Linked DNA regions of Muntiacus reevesi: region 1 is linked to region 2. The links are chromatin contacts, called in public Hi-C maps. All regions are on one chromosome and are shown on one strand. The core of a region is the stretch at or near the end of the contact, and the rest is flanking DNA. Distances in the headings are between cores, read along the strand shown. Region 1 holds the start of ZNF133 (zinc finger protein 133). Region 2 holds the start of MGME1 (mitochondrial genome maintenance exonuclease 1).

The links. Hi-C and Micro-C count contacts between places; a contact is called where the count stands out from the background.
Region 1: a contact with region 2 is called in a Hi-C map of blood, with 5 times the contacts expected there. The contact joins the promoter of ZNF133 here to the promoter of MGME1 in region 2. A contact is called at or near these places in 2 of 3 Hi-C or Micro-C datasets (blood and muscle).

What each region holds. Positions count from the first base shown.
Region 1 is chr2:37,388,568-37,392,657 of mMunRee1.1, forward strand. ZNF133 (zinc finger protein 133) reads left to right here and starts at 1,263. Exons shown (of 5, transcript XM_065921280.1): 1 at 1,263-1,387; 2 at 2,534-2,717.
Region 2 is chr2:37,230,161-37,234,461 of mMunRee1.1, forward strand. MGME1 (mitochondrial genome maintenance exonuclease 1) reads left to right here and starts at 1,531. Exons shown (of 5, transcript XM_065921273.1): 1 at 1,531-1,645; 2 at 3,482-4,057. The coding sequence starts at 3,550. It overlaps SNX5 (sorting nexin 5), which reads right to left and starts at 1,366. Exons shown (of 14, transcript XM_065921272.1): 1 at 1,222-1,366; 2 at 893-974. The coding sequence starts at 943.

The DNA.
Region 1 (4,090 bases), core at 13-2,512, 160 kb after region 2:
TGGTGAACTACTAGTCCTAGTGTAGAGCAGAAAGGGATGTGGAGAGTGTCCAAGTCAGACTAGGGACTTTCCTCAGGGCAGGGGCTGAACTGAATTCACTGTGAACGAGGCAGCTTCCGGGCAAGAGAAGGGAACAGATTCACCGTCCGGGAGCTGAGAATGAATTTTAGGAAATGCTAGTCTCTCCTTGGCTTTCCGGGCACATGTAGGGAAACTAAGGATGGAGAAAAACAGTATGCTGGCCCTAGATACTTAAGATGCATCTCAAAGGAATGATTTAAGAGAGCCCAGATTCTTTCATCTTCCCATAGTAGAAAAGTTCTAAATTCATTAAGCTAAGATGTCTGTTCCTTTGTGATCAGCAGTAACCTTTTGATGTTCAACCACCCTGTTTTCTTTTCAGCAAAAACTCCTACATATCCTGGCTTCTCCCATAACTCTTTGAAACAGTTCCTCAGAGCTGCAAGGCTGTCTTCTAGGTATAAGGCCACCAAAGAAAACATAATTCTCAACTTTTAGGTTGTCACTCTTGATATTTTGCTTTTTCCGTGGACACTACAAGGGGCTGAGCCCTAAGCTATGGTCTAACGGTGAGGCTCCTGTCCCTCAGAAGATGGATGAGATTGCCCATAAACGCGCGGACTGCGACAGAGGGACAGGATCTAGGGAGGGCGGTGAGGGTGCGCTAGTTGGGGACATGGGCTCGGAACCCGGGGCTGCCTCTTTTGACAGTAGGATCGCGGGAAGATGCCTCGCCTTCCCAGTCTCAGTCCCCACCGTGGGTTTAAGTGAATTAAAAGAAGCTGATCGACATCACGCCTGCGCAGCTCACGGACCCCTCCCCACCTGACGCGACACAGCCTCGCTTTCCCCGCAAGCAAGCGTGGCCCGGAAACCGTTGTCCCCTCCGCTGCGCACCCCAGAAACTAAACGGAGATTACCCGGGCACATCACTTCCGCCAGCCGAGGGGTGGGCCCGGCACCGGAGGCAGGAGTCACTGCTAGGGTCACTGGGGAGTGTAGTCTTTAAGGCGGAGGCGTTAGCGAAGGGGTCACGGGAAGGAGAGACGTTTCACCCGGGGTCCTCTGTAAAAGGGGGCGGGGGCGGAAATCTAGGCGCCACAGCAGCCATTCTCCCGCGGGCAAGTTACCGAGAAACAGTTCCCTCAAAGGCCTCTGGGCGCGCCGACCATCCTGGGAGGTGTAGTCCCGGCGCTGGGCCGAGGATTCTGGGTAGTGTAGTCCTGGTGCTGGACCGAGGATTCTGGGTAGTGTAGTCCTGGCGTCCTGGCCCAGCTGGTGGCTGTAGTGACCCCTTGTTCCTCGCTGGTGAGTGTGGCGCCCGTGGGGCTCTAAGCCGCAGCCGTGCCCTTCCCTGCGCGGAAAGGTAGGTCCTGAAAGTCTGGGCTGTTGGCTGGGCCTGAGGCTGGGGACTGTGCGGGTGCCGGGGAGAGGAGGCGGCGGCGGGACGCGCTGTCGCGGTTCAGGCCGTGCCCTCCCGGATGTCATATTTGGGATGTGAGCGCGCATCTCCGATGGACGTGGGCGAAGCTCAGCCGCGATTCCCAGTGGTGGCGGATGCCGGAATCCAGCCACGTCCCGAGGCTCCTGTGGGTGAGGACACGTTAGACCTTGACCGAAAGAGCGATGATGATGGGGGGGGGGGGGGGGGGCGGGCGGGGGTCGCTCTTACCCCCAAGTCCCTGGGGGCCAGAGGGTTGAGTAAGTTGACATTGGGCCCTGATGTTTCCCAGGTGCTGGGATGAGGACCAGCCCGCCGCCAGGAGTTTTGGTGGGTGGTTTGCCGTGGGCAGCATGTGCCCGGGATGGGCTGGGGGTGGAACGGGACACTTTGGCAGCGATCTTGGGTGTGTTTTTGGCCAGTCGCCCCTGGATTCAGGCCTTGGAGGAAGAGGTTGTCTGAGGTCCACTGGGCAAGTTTCTCAAAGGTTCTGGAAACCTGCATTGACCACAGCAGTTACGGATGTGCATGGCTCGGGTGTGGCCCGACTTTGGGATTTTGAGTTACATTTTAAAGTTCTATTAGGGAGAGATTTTAAACAGAAATAAATAGAACTCTACAGACCCACCATCCAGATTTAACCCTTGTCACTTCGGGAGCAGTCTTGATTGATCTCAAAATGACACAGTGAGACGCCTTACAACCCACAGAGGTTCACTGTCCCTGCCCTACTTGAAGAGCCTAGCCTCGGCTGCCAGCTTTCATCCAGACTCTGTGACTTTGTACCGTGTCACCTTAGATAAGAGACTGACTTCACTGTGCTTCAGTTTTCTCATCTGTAAAATGAAGATAATAAATCGTACTCCACTGGATTGTGAGGCTAGAATGAAATAAGACGGTTCTGTGCCTGGAACCGTCTCTGATGTGTACAGTACTAAGTGCCCAGTGAGTATGAACTTTGCTTAGGAAGGTCAGAGGTGAGAGTGGGTCAGCTCAGGCCTGGTGTCGGCAGTGTTATCGGGGCAGGCTGTGTTGTCAGCGAGCTGCCCGCAGCCTTTTCTTCTGTGACAGGTCCATTCCTGATGCCTTTAAGGAAGAGGCAAGCCTCCCCTCCCAGGGCGTGAGTTTCCAGTGACTCTCCCGAACCTTTCTGCTCTTGTGCTGCCCAGAGAGGAAGCCTGGTGGGCAAGGGGAGGGCTCCTGACAGTCCGGACTCAACGTGGGGATTCCTCGCCTTCCGTGTGCTGAACCACAGGTGGGTTTTCTTCACTCAGCCTTGACATCTTGTGCCCAGCACGCCCCGCCTGGGGATCAGAGCCCAGCTGGTTTCCCCAGGGGACACGGTCTGTGGTAGGGGTGGCTGCTGTCACAGGGACTCTTGTTCAGACCCTGTGTCGTCCTTTTTTTTTCCATTTATTTTTATTAGTTGGAGGCTAATTACTTTACAATATTGTAGTGGTTTTTGTCATACATTGACATGAATCAGCCATGGATTTACATGTATTCCCCATCCCGATCCCCCCTCCCACCTCCCTCTCTACCCGATCCCTCTGGGTCTTCCCAGTGCACCAGGCCCGAGTACTTGTCTCATGCATCCAACCTGGGCTGGTGATCTGTTTCACCATAGATAATATACATCTTTTGATGCTGTTCTCTCGAAACATCCCACCCTCGCTTTCTCCCACAGAGTCCAAAAGTCTGTTCTGTACATCTGTGTCTCTTTTTCTGTTTTGCATTTGGGTTATCATTACCATCTTTCTAAATTCCATATATATGTGTTAGTATACTGTAATGGTCTTTATCTTTCTGGCTTACTTCACTCTGTGTAATGGGCTCCAGTTTGATCCATCTCATTCCCTGTGTCCTTCTTGACTACCTCTCCATCCTTGTGGTTTGTTCAGGCCTGTGCACTCTCAGGCTTGTCTGTTGTGAAGGCCTCGGCCTTCTGTTCTGGTTCCAAACGGCGAGGCCCTCACTGCCTCTGTCCCCGTCCTGTCATCTCACTGCAGTTAACTTAGCAGGCAGCTCTAACACTAGAGCTTCCTGTAAAATAACCACAGTGTAGTGATGACACTACACTCAAGAGAGTTAATAGTTGTTTCAGTCAGAGCAGCTCTGTTCAGAGACAGGAGAGGAGAGGTGTGTGGCCGGGGAGGAATTCCAGGGGACAGTGTCCCTGTCTCTGGTCCTCCCCCCATTTCTGACCTTGCAGACCTCAGTGAACACCCGCAGCTGGGCCTCTTTGTTCTTTCCAGGCTCACCTGCCCCGTTCTCTCAGCAGCACCTGCGCTGTGCCCTGGACCACTGTCCTTCTGGTCTCCACTCCTGCTCTGCCCTCACTCTTGTCTCTTGTCCACCTTCTTGTCCCTCTCCCCACCTGCCTCTTGAATTGGGCACCTGAGGTTCACATACTGAACTTGCCACTCAGCCTGCTTGAAAGAGACCTTCCTAATTGTTTGCTTCTGTCCCAACTCCAAAGTCAGGATGCTTGGGTTCAAATTTCAGTTTTACCATGTCTAGCTGTGTGGCCCTGAGCTTCTTACTTCGCCTCTCTGAGCCTTCTTTTCCTCATCTGCCAGATGGGAATCATCAGAATAGTGTCCACCTCCTGGGGTGTTGGAGGAGATA
Region 2 (4,301 bases), core at 281-2,780:
AAAAGTCTTCTCAAGTTCCCACTTCCGGCTTTAGGGAGAAAAAAGAAAATTTCTTTCAGCTTTGAAAGAAAGAAACCTCCCCCCCCCCCCCCCCAACGAAAACACTCTCCTCACACTTTCAGTAACTAACCCAGCAGCCCTACGGAGGTTCGCCACCTACTAGATGAAAAGGTCTCTCTCCAAAGACCTGTGGACCAAAAAACGTGCTTTGGTTTCTAAAGCGATGCCTTCCAGACAAAATCTGAGAGCACCTCGAGTTTCTAGATTACCATTTTTCAATTTTCAATTAGAAAAACTTTTCTGTTGACGGTTCTGCACAAACCGCGGTGGCTCACACCAACCCCTGTATTCTCCAAAGCAAGTTGCTTTGGAGACAGGACCGATAAAAGCGGAGACCTAATTCTATCTTTAATCGGCTACGGTGACACGCATTTATTGCACTGGTTACCTTTTAGATCTAAAGATTCGGGTGGCAGGGAAGGATAATTTAACGTCCACACACGTCTAAAGGGCGAAAACTTCAGCTATTTGATAACCTCATACAATGACACAAGTCCCACAGCGGCGCACTGAGCGCTTAGTGAAGTTGCAGGCGACACGGGTCCGACTTCGGCCTGGGCGGAATCTCCCCAGAATTTCTGGAGGGGTGGGGGCGGTTCGGAGCTCCGTCGCACCATGCAAAGTGGGTCTCACGTGCGCCGCCGGGCTCCCCGTGGGAGAACCGTGTACCACAAAGGCGCAGCGTGCTCCCCCGGCCCGGGTCCCGCGGGAGCGCCCCAGACCGCGCGGAGGGAGGGCAGCGGGGTCCCCTAGGGGCCCGGGGAAGGAGCGTGGGGCCCAGAGGGCCGGCGGGGCCTCCCAGCTCGGAGCCCGAGCGAGGCCAGGGCCTCACCTTGCTGCGGTCCTCCTCCTGCTGCTGCAACACCTCGGGAACCGCGGCCATGGCGACGCGGGTCTCGAGCGGGGCCGCCTGGCTGTGCGAGGAGAGAAGAGGCTGGGCCGCCGCCGCCGCCGGGGCGCCTCTCAGGGGAAGGGGCGGCCGCGGCCCCGCCTCCGCCAGCCTCCCTGCCCGACGGCTGCGGGAGGCCTCGAGATTCCGCCACCGTCCCAGCAGCCCCGGGAAAGGCGAGCGGCGCCCCCACGTGCTCCCCCAGGGCGGCCTCCCCCGTCCCCGCTGCCGTCCATCTTGGAGCCGGGCAAAGAAGCGACGCGGGGGCCTACCCTCGCTCCGGGCCACGCGGAAGCCGCCAACCGCAGGGCCGCCCTGGGGACGCGGAAGCCAAACACTCTGATACCGAGGCGCGTCTCAAGAAAGAGCGCGCGCGCCTGTGCCGGGGGAATTTATTACTCAGCCAGAGCCCAATATGGCGACAAGCTCTGACGTCAACGAGATATCGCGAGAAAGAAACGGCGCGATTTGGAGGCGCCCGCCCTCCCGGCGGAGGGAGGGTTTCCCCACTGAGCGCCGGAGAATGGACTGATCTGGGGGACCAGGGATAGGGGCGGGGCATGAGCGCCGCAATGCTTGCTGGGGCCGCCGTGCCTGGGCGGGGCCTAGCCTGAGGGCAAAGCGCGGGACGGACGAAAGAACCGGCCCGCGGGGTCTTTCGCGCGCTGAAGCTAGCGGAGGGCACCGGTTTCTGAGGTACCTACCTGCCGGCTGTTCCCTACCATGATTCTCGCGCGAGGGGCCGCCGCCGGCCTGGTCCTGTGGGGCTCCGCCGAAGCGCGTACAGGGCGGCGGGGCACTACTGACCGCCCCTGGCGGTTCAGACCGGTCGGGAGCGCGAGTGCCCAGTCTTGAGTGGATCCTAGCGGCGCCCGCTGTAGCGGATGTGAGGGGTTAGATGAGAGCTCTCCCTCTATGCTACTTTTCAGAGTCTGGTTTTCAATCTTATGGTTACCTGGGGAGAAGGGGGGAGGAATAAATGGGAGATTTGGGAGTGACATATTGTTGCTCTTGTTCAGTCGTGCACGACTCTTTGCGACCCATGGACTGCAGCCCAGCCGGTGGACTGCAGCACGCCAGGCTCCTCTGGCCTCCACCGTCTTCTGGCGTTTTATCAAATCCGTGCCTATCAAGTTCGTGACGTGAGCTTCCCTGGTGGCTCAGACGGTGATGCTATCTCACCGGCTTATCTTCTGTTGCCCCCTTCTTCCTTTGCCTTCCGTCTTTCTCCTCATCAGGGTCTAATTGGAAAGACCGCTCTTCACATCAGGTGGCCAAACTATTGGAACTTCAGCAGCAGCTCTTCCAGTAACTATTCAAGGTTGATTTCCTTTAGGATTGACTGGGTTTGATCTCTTGGCTGTCCAGGGGACTCAAGAGTCTTCTTCAGCACCACAATTGGAAAGGGTTGTGACACATACCCCAGTACTTCTGAAGAAGGAAATGGCAACCCACTCCAGTATTCTTGCCTGGAGAGTCCATGGATGGGGTCGCAAAGAGTCGGACACCACAGCACAGAGGCAAACAAGGACCTGCTGTAAAGCACGGAAAACTGCTCGATACTCTGCAATGGCCCATATGGGATAAGAATCTTAAAGAGAGGGGATATATGTGTATGTATAACTGACTCACTGCTCTACACCTGAAACTGATATAACATTGTAAATCAGCTATGCTCCAATAAAAATGTTTTTTTAGAAATCTGATGTTTAGGGATTAGTGGTTAAACTGCTAAGTGTGACCACCAGGCTCCTCTAGCGTCCTGTCCTGTGTTTCTTTGTATCGCACAGAGCTCCCTTCACAGGCAGCAGTTGGCACCATAGTGAATGTTAGGGACACCTTGTGCTATGCTGTCTACTATTTCACATTTAACAAATGCTGGTCCTTCAGAAGTAGTTTTGTACAAATAGTACCAATTCCAAGCTCAGCTGCAGGACAAGACAAGAGATTGACTGATAAGCTTTTGGGACAAGGAATAGCAACTTTATTTGGAAAGCCAGCAGACCCAGAGGATGGTGGACTAGTGCTCCCAAAGAGCCATTTTTCCAGAGTTAGAATTGAGACTTCTTTTATCCTAAAAGAGGAGGGAGTGTTGCTGGTTGTTGCAAACTTCTTGGTGCAGGAATCCTTTGTTCTTGTAGCTACCCAGGGAGGTCTGATCACAATGCTCCTAAAAACCTCAAACAAGACAATTATTTTCTGTTCTGTAACTTTTTATGCTTGGAAAAGTGTTAGTACCTTTAAAGATCAGAATTCTGAGAATGGGCCCTTCTGTATATTCCAGGCTGTAGCCATAACATTCTCCTACAAAAGGTGCAAAGCCTGCATTAAGCCCTAGCAGGGAACTAAGGTTAGAATTAAAGGAATAGAAAAGTCAGGTTTGTTCTCTGTTAAACATGTTGGGGAAAAAAAAATGTTGAAAAAGCTTATTGAATACAATTTTAAAGAGCAATAGCATACTGTTGCAGCTTTCACTTGGATGGTTCAAATGTTTAACACATCTAATATCTAATACCACTTTCTCTTTGATAGGAAAGCAAAAATTGAAAAGGCCTTCAACGTTACAAGTATACGAGAGGGAAGTGAAAAAAAGTCTGAAGATGAAGGTATTTCAGACCATCTGCAGGCAGCTTCAAAGTTCAAAGACGCTTTTTGTAGAAACAGCCCCCCGTGTTGTTTTCTCCACTTCCTCTTATTTGTGGGGCCGGAAGAAAAGAGTGAACCCTTATGAACAAGTGGACCAGGAAAAATACTCTGATTTGGTCAGGTCTGTCTTGTCGTTCAGAGGCCATGCTCGGACTCCACAGTCTCTGTTCGAGGAAGATGCTTTACTCTATGGACCAGTGAGTAAGAGTAAGGCCCCAAAGCAAGAAGAAGCAGTTCCACAAAATTGGTTTCCTCTGTTCAATCCAGAGAAAAGCATAAAACCAGACCCAGCAAGGGATCCTCCAGTTCCTCTGAAAATCCCTTTTCAAAGGAATGCGATACCAAGCGTGACCCGAGTCCTGCAGCAGACCATGACATCAGAACAGACTTTCTACCTGGAGAAGTGGAGGCAGCGCATGATTCTGGAACTGGGAGAGGATGGCTTTGCCGAATATACTTCAAGTAATCTTCTCAATCCTGATTCTTACGGTTATTATGTTTCCCAGAGTAGAAGGCACCACTATAGCTAGTGAGGAGCTGCTTTCAGATGATAGTATTAACAGCGTTTTTTATAACTCACTTTATTATCACGACAACCCTATGAAGCACAGATACCATTATCCCCATTTTACAGATAAAATTAAAGCAGAGAGATCAAATACTCTGACTAAAAGATGTATAAAATTCATTCGGTTTATAAGCTATA